3 separate regions of the Danio rerio genome follow, and regions 1 and 2 are each linked to region 3. Evidence: chromatin contacts called from public Hi-C and HiChIP or PLAC-seq data. All regions are on one chromosome and are shown on one strand. Each heading gives the region's core, a stretch centred on a gene start, on an enhancer-like site or on the middle of the called end of the contact. The rest is flanking DNA. Distances are from core to core; before and after follow the strand shown. Region 1 holds the start of sybu (syntabulin (syntaxin-interacting)). Region 2 holds the start of ebag9 (estrogen receptor binding site associated antigen 9). Region 3 holds the start of eny2 (ENY2 transcription and export complex 2 subunit).

Evidence for each region. Hi-C and Micro-C count contacts between places; a contact is called where the count stands out from the background. HiChIP or PLAC-seq counts read pairs in DNA pulled down with a chosen protein or histone mark.
Region 1: an H3K4me3 HiChIP or PLAC-seq map of gastrula embryo shows a contact between it and region 3, with 6 times the contacts expected there. The contact joins the promoter of sybu here to the promoter of eny2 in region 3. A contact is called at or near these places in 1 of 18 Hi-C or Micro-C datasets (embryo) and 1 of 4 datasets of contacts at active chromatin or transcription factors (gastrula embryo).
Region 2: a contact with region 3 is called in a Hi-C map of hematopoietic stem cells, with 4 times the contacts expected there. The contact joins the promoter of ebag9 here to the promoter of eny2 in region 3. A contact is called at or near these places in 3 of 18 Hi-C or Micro-C datasets (caudal fin, hematopoietic stem cells and an unstated tissue) and 2 of 4 datasets of contacts at active chromatin or transcription factors (caudal fin and embryo).

What each region holds. Positions count from the first base shown.
Region 1 is chr16:43,563,297-43,567,370 of GRCz12tu, forward strand. It overlaps sybu (syntabulin (syntaxin-interacting)), which reads left to right and starts at 2,028. Exons shown (of 9, transcript NM_001077173.1): 1 at 2,028-2,070; 2 at 2,346-2,400.
Region 2 is chr16:43,610,766-43,615,055 of GRCz12tu, forward strand. ebag9 (estrogen receptor binding site associated antigen 9) reads right to left here and starts at 1,732. Exons shown (of 7, transcript NM_201094.1): 1 at 1,541-1,732; 2 at 987-1,083; 3 at 726-804. The coding sequence starts at 1,069. zdhhc3a (zDHHC palmitoyltransferase 3a) reads left to right here and starts at 3,340. Exons shown (of 7, transcript NM_001002725.1): 1 at 3,340-3,466.
Region 3 is chr16:43,356,972-43,361,583 of GRCz12tu, forward strand. eny2 (ENY2 transcription and export complex 2 subunit) reads left to right here and starts at 3,056. Exons shown (of 5, transcript NM_001002427.2): 1 at 3,056-3,172; 2 at 3,471-3,544. The coding sequence starts at 3,477. LOC141378298 (a long non-coding RNA gene) reads right to left here and starts at 3,040. Exons shown (of 4, transcript XR_012392444.1): 1 at 2,846-3,040. LOC137496203 (a long non-coding RNA gene) reads left to right here. Exons shown (of 5, transcript XR_012392439.1): 2 at 762-778; 3 at 922-969; 4 at 1,132-1,181; 5 at 1,455-1,773.

The sequences.
Region 1 (4,074 bases), core at 778-3,277, 210 kb after region 3:
CTCTACCAGTGTGTGTGTGTGTGTGTGTGTGTGTGTCTGTGTGTGTGTTTGTGTGAGCGAGCATACATTTATTAAAAAAATTATGAACAAAGCAAAAGCAAATATGCACTTTTTACAAAGATTTCTATGTAATAAAATTGGTTTTGCATAGTCAAGAGTAACCTATAATACTACAATCACTGGTAGCTGAAATAAATTTGTAATTTGCCAGCAATTTATTTTGATAATTACAAACAAATAAACAAATACATAAAATAAACAAATATGCACAAGCAAAATGCTATTAGAAATTGTTACATACTGATACATAATGTTACATTTTGCTACTATGAAATAAAATTGGATATTTTTTAGCATATTTAGCATATTATTTGGCATATTTAATTTAGTGTTGTATGTTAAAGCAAAGATTAAAGTTATATTATACCATATTTTACTATAAAACCAGTCATGTAATTTGCAATTTGTCTGTCAATAAAACAATATCAATCCAGTTAATTTCAATGTCATTACGGAAAGACATTTTCCCTATACAATGCATTTTCTATATAGCCTAATCAGTCATAATTTATCATGTTTATTCAATTAAAGCTCTCCTTAGTAAATAGGAACTTATAATTTAAAACTATAACTTTAATTAGTAAAAAAATATACTCTTCTTCATAATTAAATGTGTTATTTATCATTAAAAAATTAAACTAATTATAAAATAATAATTATAGTTTTAACTTGTAATACAGTGCCTTTTTATTGCATCACTGTAAGGAAAATCTTAATTGAATACATATTACAAATTATTACTTCTAAACTATAGGTATGCTGTATATAGACAATACATTGTATAGAAAATGCTCTCTTTACACAGATTTCTATTTAATAAAATTGGTTTTGCATAGTCAAGAGTAACCTAAAATTCTCCAATCACTGGTAGCTGAAATGCATTCGTAATTTGCCAGCAAGTTATTTTAATAAATACAAACAAACAAATAAAATAAGCAAATATGCACAAGCAAAAATGCAAAAAAATTGTTACATACTGATACATAATGTTACATTTTGATACTATGCAAAAAAATTGGGTTTCATTTAGCATATTTTGCTAGTTCATAATTAATATACTTTTAATTACGTAAAAAACAATTAAAGTTATACTGTATTCTAAAGCAGTCATGTAATTTACAATTTGTCTGGCAATAAAACTATTACTATTTTTACTGTAATACTTTCAATAAGACATTTACCCTATATTTTATAAAGCCTAATCAGTCGTAATAAGTCATAATTTATAATATTTACTCAATTAAGGCTGCCCTTAATATAGTGAAAAGTGACTGATAAGTTAAAACTATAACTTTAAATATTACATATTAACTATTCATAATAATTAAAAGTATTATTTATCATTTAAAAATTAAAAGATATATAATAAAAGTATAATAGTGTTAAATACGGTCCCTTTTTACAGTATCACTGAGGAGAATCTGAATTAAATACATATCACAAACTATGACTTATAAACTATGCAAACTGTATATAGAAAATGCATTGTATAAAAGAATAAGTTTTTAAATTATTTTTACAATATTGTATTTATGCTACATATAAATTCAGATTACTTGACAAGAGACACGTTTGTCAGTCCAAAAAGTGGCGTAACAATCCCATTTATTTAAAGGTTTCTAACAGCTTTTCACTTGCCAAAAGCATAAGGTCGTCATTGCTCATTAAAATTCGTGCGCGTCAGTAAACCCACTTGTTAAATCCCGATCCGCCACACAAGGGTTAATTTCTGCTGCGCGTTACATAACACACTCGAAACATTAGTCAGATTTGCGTTGTCCTGGCGATGTCAGTGTCCTCAGCCTCTTCTGCTCGAGCACAAACACACACAGACACACACACTGATGCTGTGCTGAATAATCTAGCAGACAGAGGCTGAAAGTCCTTCACATCGCATCAAAACAGCAGCAGAGCGGCGAGAGCGCGCATTGTGTTGTTTTGAGGAGCCACGGGGCCGCGCATCCTTCACTTTCTCTCATTCACTCGCAGGAATCAGCAGCGCATCACGAGGCAAGTGTCTTTACCGTCTGCGTCACACTCTTATTTCCATAATATTATGGATTAAAGGACATATTTTCACAAATATAATGTATATAAACTGTATTATTATAGGTATGGATTAAATGCGTATTCTACTCAACATGTTAACTGAGACAAACCAAACGCGACGCTATTGTTGATTGTTGATTACCGCGTAGCCTATGATTGTTTTATTCATCTTCGTCATTTTAGTTAGCTATTTTATAATTAGTTGTGTATTTATTTTCTTATTTATTCATTTTTAGGCGGGGCAGAGGCGTCACTGCACAGTTGTCAACAAGCTGAACGTCTGTAAGTCAGGTAACTGTCAATCATCTTTGGTTTACTTCATTTTACTCGTCCCTTCGCCTTTGTGGTAAAAGTCTTGTTTTTGAGAGGAAATTCAGTGTGCTGTGAATTCACAGAACGTTCTAAAACACTGTAAAAGTGTGCTGTGCATGCAAAGAGACATTTATGTTTGGTAAAATCTAAACTAATACGTGTTAATATTATTATTATTATTATTATTATTAAAATATATGTCAGTGCATTTTCTGTCAGTGCATTCTGATTTAAGATATATGTCAGTGCATTCTGATTTAAGAACACTTTTTAGTGTATTTTTTTTGTTAGAGAATAATAAAAATGTAATTTAAGTATAATGTTTTTCAACAAACAAAATTAAAATATATTTTTCTTATATAATGTCATAATTTTAATACACCCATCAAAACTTTATTTATTAATATTTATTAATATAAAATATAATATTTTATATATTATTATTTATTGATATTTAGTAATATTTTATGAATTATATATAATTAAGTTAATAATTATATATTATTAAGTCAGAATTATTAGCCACTCTGTTTTTTTCCAGTTTGTGTTTAACAGAGAGAAAAAAAAATAATCAACCCATTTCTAATCATAATAGTTTTAATAACTCATTTCTAATAACTGATTCATTTTATCTCTGCCATGATGACAGTAAATAATATTTTACTAGATATCTTTCACTTCTATACAGCTTAAAGTGATATTTAGAGGCTTAAATCAATCAATGCAAGGATACATTGAATCCTCACTGGAAATATCATTTGAGATAGATATCTGCTGAAATAACTATAGCCATTTAAAAATGCATGGAATGCTGTGAACTGTACACTATTAGAGAAAACAGAAGTAGAGAAAAAAAATGCTAAATTTGGTAGTCATGTACACTGACTAACGCACAACCTCAGCCTGTATTCAGCCATCTTCTTTTGTAGTCAAACTCAAACAGCAACATTGAAACAATGAGCAGAAGATGTACTCACAGCCAGAAGCAAATGCATCTGCACATAACTCTCTGTCTCAATAACATGGAGTCATCACTGATTTAGTGGACTATAAAGACAGAGCTAAAGTAAATGATTCAAACTCTCTCTAGATGCTAACATGAAGAGGACAACCTGAATAGTTAAACGTCTGCATATTAGAACTACAAACGTTAAATACTCTTCAAATTGCTGATTATAGTAGATAGCAATAATGATGACAATAGAGGGTACAGTAATTAGCTAAAAGAGAAGCATACACCGTAAAACTGACTTTCATTACTGTCATGATTTATACGTGAACTCATTCATAATAAAATATGTGAAGTATATTACATAAGCTGTTATGATTCAGCGAATACTCTCTGACTTCCCTCCTGTTTCTCTCCTTCCAGTCATGCCATTTCTAGTCAGTACGCATGAGCTGGCTTTAAAGAGATTGCATCAGTAACTTCTAACTCAGTCAGGCTGAAACTAGTCTCAGCTTTTCTATTAGGCTGACAAGACAGAGTAAAAACACTTAAGCTTCTTGTTTTGACACAAGATATCAATCTAGGACAGAATGGCTGACTAGTGTCCCTGGCTTCTTTAAATGGTGTTTGTTCCTCTGCATTGCCAGGTCTTAAGTCTGTTGTTTGGTACTGTCGTTAAGAGTTGATTTGGACTCCAAGAGAGA
Region 2 (4,290 bases), core at 482-2,981, 250 kb after region 3:
GGGAAAAAATAAACAAGTGCTCTAATAATTCAGGGGGGCTAATAATTCTGACTTTAACTGTAAATACCACTTCTCAGTTTTTACAATTTACAATTTATAGTTTTGCGCTCGAGCAAAACTTCATTCATTCGTTTTCTTAGTCCCTTAATTAATCAGGGGGCGCCACAGCGGAATGAACCGCCAACTTATCCAGCATATGTTATAAACAGTGGATGCCCTTCCAGCTGCAACCCAGCAATGAGAAACACCTATACACTCCCATTCACACTATGGTCTTACTTTTTATAAAACTTAATATTTGTTTTATAAAAAAAATATTGCTATTTAGATTTTTTTGCAAAAATTTATAATAAATAAATAGACAAATATAAGTAAACAAACATCAATTTAATAGAAATGCCACTAAATAAACAAAAGTATTTACATGATGAACAAATGCGAGATAGATAGATAGATAGATAGATAGATAGATAGATAGATAGATAGATAGATAGATAGATAGATAGATAGATAGATAGATAGATATTTTGAAAAATTACAGTGTTTGATAGATCGTATTTAAGTTGTCTTTATTCTGCTGTGTATGCTTTGCAATATATACCCATATATGTCATGCCAATAAAGTAAATTGAATTTATAGTCAGACAGACATCTCTGTGAAAATATACCCAGACTGTTTTGTGAACCTCATTGTTTATGCCAGTCTCCAAGCATGGTTCTCTCACCTGTTTAGATGCAGAGGAATAGTCAACTGTGGTTGGGAGGGTGATCTGGTCCCCGCTCAGCTTACGTGACCTTCCAGTCCTAAAAAAACAAAACACAACATTCAAAACATCATAACAGAAGAAATCGTACAGTCACTTCTGTAAAGGACATACATTCACCCCTGGTTATTCATAAATAATATCATCTCTGGATCATCATAATGACAAGGCAATTTACAAGGTAAACACACAAACAAATCAACAAAGGAGAATTACACTCACCTGCAAATCAGTCTTTTAAAAAATGAAAGAATAGATGCCAAGCAGGTGCATATTTTAAAAAGGCGAAACTGTGTGATGGCCATGTTATGAGTGATATCTAATAAAAAAAGAAAGAAAAAGAGAACACAAGGAAATGAATTAATTTGACATTTCAAAACAGAAAACATAATCAAGACTCACAGAATTTAAGACAAATACATAAGCATTTCAGACATATGGTTAATATGAAGGTCCTGTAAGAATCCAATTGAACAAAAATTATCATAAATTGTACTTTCAGGACATGTGAATGTTCTGTCCTGGGGGTTAAAAACTAAATAATTTATGTATTTGCAATATGTGCTTTTGTTGTACCCATATTGACCTTTATTAGCAAACAATCAAGGAAGCAAATGAACTGCAATGGCAACAGCTAATGTTAGCTTACGTACATGTACAGCCAGCTAACTGAATATTTATGTTGTTTAATAATCGTACTTGGCTTTAGTTTTCATTAACAGAACTTGTATAAGAAAATAAGTAACGATATGGTTTAGATTTCTTCATTTACTCACCGGTCAGGTCAATAAAAGACAGTTGATGTGGGCAGAATCATAGCACGGGGCTAGCAGACTGATGCAAAACAACACTTGAACTCTACAGATGGGACGAAACGGGGAGATTAGTGTGTTTTGGCAAAGAAAGAGTTCAGGAGCGCAGAACCATCATGAACAGCGGCTGTCACGGCGATCGATCTCATCCATATTACTCTGATGCGGGCAGCCATCGTCCCTTCATTGTATCACCTCACGCCAACAGGGAACTGGAGTCCACGGGTTGCCAGGTTGACGCAGTAAAATCAGTTTCCAAGGATGAAATTTGTAAATTATTGTTGATGTCAGCAAAATAAATAAAAGTAACATTTAAAAGATACTGGAGAAAACATAAATAAATGCACAAAACAGTAATATTTCGAATTTGAGTTCCATACATCAGTGATATTAACAACAAGAAACCATGTAGAGTTATTTTGTACGAATACAATTCTTCACATTGTTCTAGTATTAAAACTGCCAAATTAAATAAATGACAATTATTAAAGTAGATTTCAATGACAATGTATAAAGTATTGTCAAATTCTATATTTTTGTTCACAACATGGTTTGAGTCTGCGTTGTGATTGCAATCTGGCAACCCACGTGTTAGGGTCTGCGCAAATTTTAAGGGACGTTTTAAATTTTCAGCCACACCACACAATAAAAGTCTGTACTTTTGGGGGGAAACTCTTTAAATAAATTAATATGCGTAATTAATGTGACAGCTTTTTCTATGACTTGTGTTTGTTTAGACTATGTCAAGCACTTTGTAATATTTAATTGTCATGTAAAGACATGACAGAACACTGTAATTTTCAAAATATCTGTCTAACTTATCTATCTATCTATCTATCTATCTATCTATCTATCTATCTATCTATCTATCTATCTATCTATCTATCTATCTATCTATCTATCTATCTATCTATCTATCTATCTATCTATCTATCTATCTATATATCTATCTATCTATCTATCTATCTATCTACTCTGCTTACAGTATTATTTTATTCATATTGTATCTTCAGTAGTACGTAAATTGTTTATTTATTTACTATATTTATACTATATTCATATTTTCTTATGTCTATATTTAATAATAATAATAAAATTGCATTATTAAATGCTCAAATCAAAACTCGGTTTAATTAATATAAATGTTAGACATTTTCACACCATGGCAAACAGTCTTAAAAAACGTTAACAAGGCGGATATATAATCACTATTTAGTCTTGTGTGGAAGTCTAAACAGTAATCTACTATATTAACATTTCAATTTGTATTTTTCAATCAATGTTTTCAGAGTGCGGTTCGATGGCGGTACCACGAGGTATCAGTTACTTTCCTCTTCGCTGAACAAGACGAACCAATCACGATCGTTCGCGTTTGCTAGAACGGCTGTAATTTAGAGGGGTTATTTTACTTATACACATTTGCGTATTAGATTCGAATTTTTATCAAGTAATTGTTTTATACCACTATCAACTGTTTAAATATTTTAAAATAAATTGAGTAAAATAAAACAAACTAAAAACAGAATGCAGATATTCGCTTTTCTGAGCCTTTAAGCGCCCCCTAATAAAATCAAGTTTCAGCCTGCAAAACAACGCTTCAGCTGTCTAAAAATTCAGTTTCCAGAAGTGGCTTTCGTGTCGGATCGTGATCCGGTTGCGCCTCCAGTGAAGGGAGGAGTGGTTATCAGTTTCTCCAGTGAAGGGAGGAGCTGCCACCGCACAAAAATGCAGCATTTCACCAGTCCATGTGCAATATTCGGGTAAAACTGATTTATTTGCTAAAACACTAATCTGGAGCGTGTCCCCCAGTTAGTGTGATCCATGCGTTATTGGATCTTCTCGGCCTGGGTTAGGCGAACAAACGCGAGGAGCACCAGTGTCGCCAAATATGTGAGTATCGCCGTGGCCAGGTATCTATCGCAGGTTTCAGTACACAAGCTTATTTAATGTCTGCTTCATATCAACAGTAATGCAAAGAGATTCCTGTTTCATGAATGTTAATCATCTAGTAAACAGTACATTTGGATGTTATGTGTAATTGAAGACGTCTTGGCACTGTCAATGCGTAATTTACGCCATTGTGATACTCTGTCCTGTTTTTGCTGCTTTGACTTGTTATTAAACCAGATTGTGTGCTGGTTGATGAAAAGCATGATTTTTTACACCTTTAAAACGCATAATGCTATTAGAGATAAATACTGTGTGGCACTCTTGAACAATGCCTGACTGTCTTATTATCAACCAGTGTAGGTAGGAATTGCAGCATTAGGCATAAAAGTTGGTTGTAGTATTCAAGGGCCATGAAGGAAAGAAAAAGGGCTGAAACTACAGTGTGTCCTCTGTTGACATTGTTGGTTGTGCTCAAGTGACTGTATCTGAGAAACTGCTGCTGCTTCTATACTGCTGCGTCCACTAAATATGACCTTCTGTTGTGTCTCCAAAACCAGAGGATCTCAAGCTTGTTTCACTCACTCTTTGTCAAAAACCAAATGTAAAAGTTCATTAAATTTTAATATTGGAAAAACAAAAGAACTATGTCTGGGAAGTCAAATAAGAGCAGTTGATACTAGATTATTTAAACCATCATAAATGTAAAAATAGTAGAGCAGGTATCAATTTTTAAAAAATATTTAGGCACAATTATTGACAATAAACTGAATTTTGATAGTAATGTAGAGCAGTGATTTCAAACTCAATTCCTGGAGGGCCGCAGC
Region 3 (4,612 bases), core at 1,806-4,305:
CGTGAATATTCAAACAAACCTACGATTTCGACAACAATCTGTTCCAACATTACACACACACACAAAAGCCGTAATGAAGTTATTACGAGCGAGTAACATTTCAGCATTCCGTTCACGGACGGCGACAACATTAAAATCATTATGTTAAATCTCTCGATAAAACATTTCCTGATTATTTACCTACGCTTAGTTTTTAGTCAAATGGAAAATAATGTTTTTGAAGTTCAGTTTTTTCCATATCCATAGTGATCAGTCAGTATACTTTATCACACGAGCCGACCCACTTTTTACAAAACACACAAAATAACTTTTAAATACAAAACATCTCTGTGCAGTTTGCGTCCCGTTAAAGGAACAGTTCACTCAAAAATGATATGTACTCACGAATTATTTGCCCTGTAAATAATAAGTGATTCCAAACCTTTACGTTTCTTTCTTCTATTGAACACTAAAGACTGTAAGCATTTGCTTTCATAGTAAGAAAACACTAATTAAATAGTTACAGTTTTCCAGCTTTATTTAATACATCTTCTTTATTTAGCAGAAAAAAAGCTAAATAAGTTTGGAACAAATAAAGGATGAGGCTAAATGGCAGAATTGTCAGTTTTGGGTGAGCTATCCCTATAAGTTAAAGTATATAAGTTGATGTTCATATGCCTAATTAATATAGATATTAATAAAAAGGTCTGCTAGTCTACATTTTTATTTTGATTTATCTTTTGATGTTTTATTTAAAACCCACTCTTTTCTTTGCTCAACAGGCTATTTTCACATGGAGGTAATCTTCTATTGATAATTTCTGGATTTTAATTATGCGTAAGTTGCATAAAACTCTATTGTTTAACCACTCACTGTTGTTTTCAAATTACTTATGTAACTTGTCTTTCAGAATTTTTTCATCAGTATAATGTATAATGACAGATCAGTGTTGCTGTAATTCCTGATCTATGGAAAGAATAATTGAATGAGGTAAGAAGTATACTACTCTATTTACTATCATAATAAATGTAGCTATGTTACCTAAAACAGCATGTTCATAATGTGGAAAATAGATCATGCTTATGAAAAATTACTTTATTATTTTGTATAGCTGTTATTGAAATGACACTAATTTTAACATTCCATTTACAGCGAGCAACACCACAACTACAGGACCTCTTCTTTCTCTTCTCATAATTTAAGTAAGTATTGGGAGACTAACTCTGACTTCTGTTAACACAAACCTGTTTTCCCTGTATCTCTAAATTTATTTAATGGTATGTAATTTTGGTATATGATATATTATTAAAGCATTAAAATAAAGTAGGCTACATAATTACTCACTGGAGATTTTATATGTAATGAAATTACAATAAATGTCTGAAACTTCAATAACTTGCTAGTCATAGTCGTTTCCATCTGTCCTCTCTTGTTCACTGCCTATTTTGACTTGTGTCTGCTGTGGATCTCTGAAGCTGGATTATCTGTTGAATTTGTTTCTTTCTCTGACTGCTTTCTCCATACCAACAACTATGCCTGGTCTTCAGCTGCGGTCCCCGGTCTGCTGTATTCTCCAGTCCAGAGCTTCACTGCACAGTGTCTGAATTTTAATTTATATATTTATTTATATATATATTTACATTTTAATGATTTCTTGTTTACTTTTCTTGTTTGTTTACCCTTTAGTTTAATTATATATATTATATATATATAAACTTTATACTGTTTGCTTATAATTAGATGTGTACTGTATGTATTAAATGTTGTGAAATATATAATAAAAAGTTTGATTTTATTCATTTGTGTGTTATTTTTACACTTTAAAGTTTACACATGCAGTTGTTAAATTAAATAGGAAAAATAAATGAACAATATTTCATATTAAGCAATACTGGAAAAGAATTGCTGCTTATCCTGTATTCTAGGCAGTATTGATAAACTGCCACAAAAAATATTAATACAAGTAGTAAGAACGCCGCCTCGCGGTTGCTGAATGTCGCACGACAACGTTGCTACAGCCTTCTCACGTCTTACATTTCTACGTTGTGACAATGTAGCGAGCACGTAAGCGGCAACGTTGCCTTTGAAAAAATACAACGTTGTGCAGACATCGCTACAACGTAAATGTGTTTGTTGGGATGTGTTTTGGTTTCACAGTCACGTGAATCACGTTCTGTCCAATCACGCGAGCTTATGTCCAATTTTGATTTATCCCCCTGCTTTCCCCAAGCTCACCGCCTGGCACTATGCCTGGCACTGTCGGGCACTATGGATGAGATATTGAGGTATTTTATGCTTAAAGCATGGTAGAAGTAGTAGTAAAGCTAGTTTACTATAAATAAATTCCATACAAAATATTCGGCCACAGGAATTATGTTGTAATAATAATACATTAACAAAATACATGTATTATACATATTCATAATAGTATTATTGATTACATGCATTTAATGTTTTTTTTTTCCACGGGCTTTTAGCTGTTTTGTTTCTAACCCTCCACCAGATGACGCTGATGTCAACTGTACAGGCTGACACATATTAATGCACGGTACAAAACAATAATCAAAATAACAAATAAATCTTGGAAAAATGAATTATTCATAAATTAAATTGAATTAATTATTTAATTAAAACACGCACATTGTATTAAACTATACTGACTAAAGAACTGAAATTAGTATATGTTAGAAAAAAATACTAAATGCAAACATAAGCACTCCCCTCGTCTACAAACCTTAGAGCCTAAATAGAAATTAGAGTGACTTACTACATTAAGTATAATTAATATATATTCTCTCTCTCTCTCTCTCTCTCTCTCTCTCTCTCTCTCTCTCTCTCTCTCTTAACACAATTTTTAACTGTGTACCTTCAAAAGCAGGTATTCTTTCAACATTGTGCAACTTTGCCAGTAGTCAAAAGAATTCTCCCAAAACAATTAGCAAATTTAGCTAAATTTAGATAATTTGTAAGTGCTGGGAAGAAAACAAGCGCAAACAAACCAAATGAATAAGCTCACAAACCGCCATACGTCGTAAGAGCATAGGAACCATTAAGTACGGAGGAACCTTCCGCTGGTGATCGTGTTTCTTTGGGGAAAGTAAACGGGGTGTGGAACGGCCGGCTATTCACAACAGCAGAGAGAAAAGCGCTTACACGCCGATGAGAACATTATGCTCATATGCATTAGTGTCTGGTACGTTTATCACAAATCGCATACGGTTAAATTATAATTTATACTAGTATTGAATTTGTACGGCGCTAGAGCCACGGGTCATAAAAAACAACCACCTGTGCTAAACATCGTTACAGTGATGAAAAATATTCTACATCCTGTGTATTTCCCCTCTAAAGTCCGTCTAGTTGTTGTTTGTTTATCCTTAATGTAATTATGATGCAAGGTGAAAATTGTGTTTTGTGAGTGGCCAAGTTAAGACCTGCAGTCTTTGGCACTACAGTTCGCCATGTCTCTTCATTTTAACCTCTTATTTCAGACTAATATGAGTAAAGAATCACAAATGAGGGCCGCCATTAACCAGAAGTTAATTGAGATGGGTGAGAGGGAGAGGTAAGTGTCTGTAATCATTATGTTTGTCTCAAAAATTGCAAGTCGTCTACTCGTATTACATTTTTTCTTATAGAGTTGGTTTTATATTCGCATATTCGTTCATTTAGCAGTCTCTATATTGTTTAACATGTTACTTTGAATATTCGATCGGAATTAGCATGCACGTATGACTTCTAAACAACATTAACACCATCTAATTCACTGTGAACAATGTTGTACTTTGATAGTCAGTTGCTGCTACTATGATTTCCCTATTTAGAATTGGCAAAAAATAAATTTCTGAAATTATATTATTAAAGAGAATGTCTGAATATCCGAATATAAAATCAACTTTACCTCTACTTCTGTTGTTGTAGTCTCTTTCAAAAACTCCCATGATTTTCCCACATGCATGCATTTCTAAGGTAACTTTAAGGAACAATCTTTTTCGTTTTAGACGTTGTAAGTTTAGTTATGTACATACCTATACACATTTCTGAAGTATGTTTATTTTTTTAATCATTTAAGAAATGTTGTAGATATTATTCGAGTTGTCCTGAGATTTAAGTATTTGTTTGGCTACAAAATAAGTTGTAATAAATGACTAAGTTTTTTAATTCTTTGGTCTTAAGCTGTTGGAACGCAATGGACACCAATGTTTTGGCATTATTATATACAGGGCTTGACATTAACTTTTTGGATCACCAATCACTGTGGCTAGTAGTTTTCCAATGCTACTAGCCACAATTTTGTTGTTGGGAAAATATATTTTATATGCATTAATTTGACTTTGGCATCGTTAAATTACTTAATTTAAATGTTGTGTTATGTCTTCATTCATTTAACTTCTATGTGTGTTGTGACCTTGCTCTATGAGCATGAACAAATGGGTTGTTGATTCATAGTGTCAAATTGCAATTTGTTTTATTTCACATGACTTTTTAGGGCTCAACACTAAGGATTTATCTTTTTTTTTCTGGCTACATCAAACTAGTTATTTCCTCGCCACAAATTCTAAATAATGTGTAAAAACAAGCAAAATATAACTTTTTATAACTTTTTACAATTGACATTTCAAAAAAAATTATT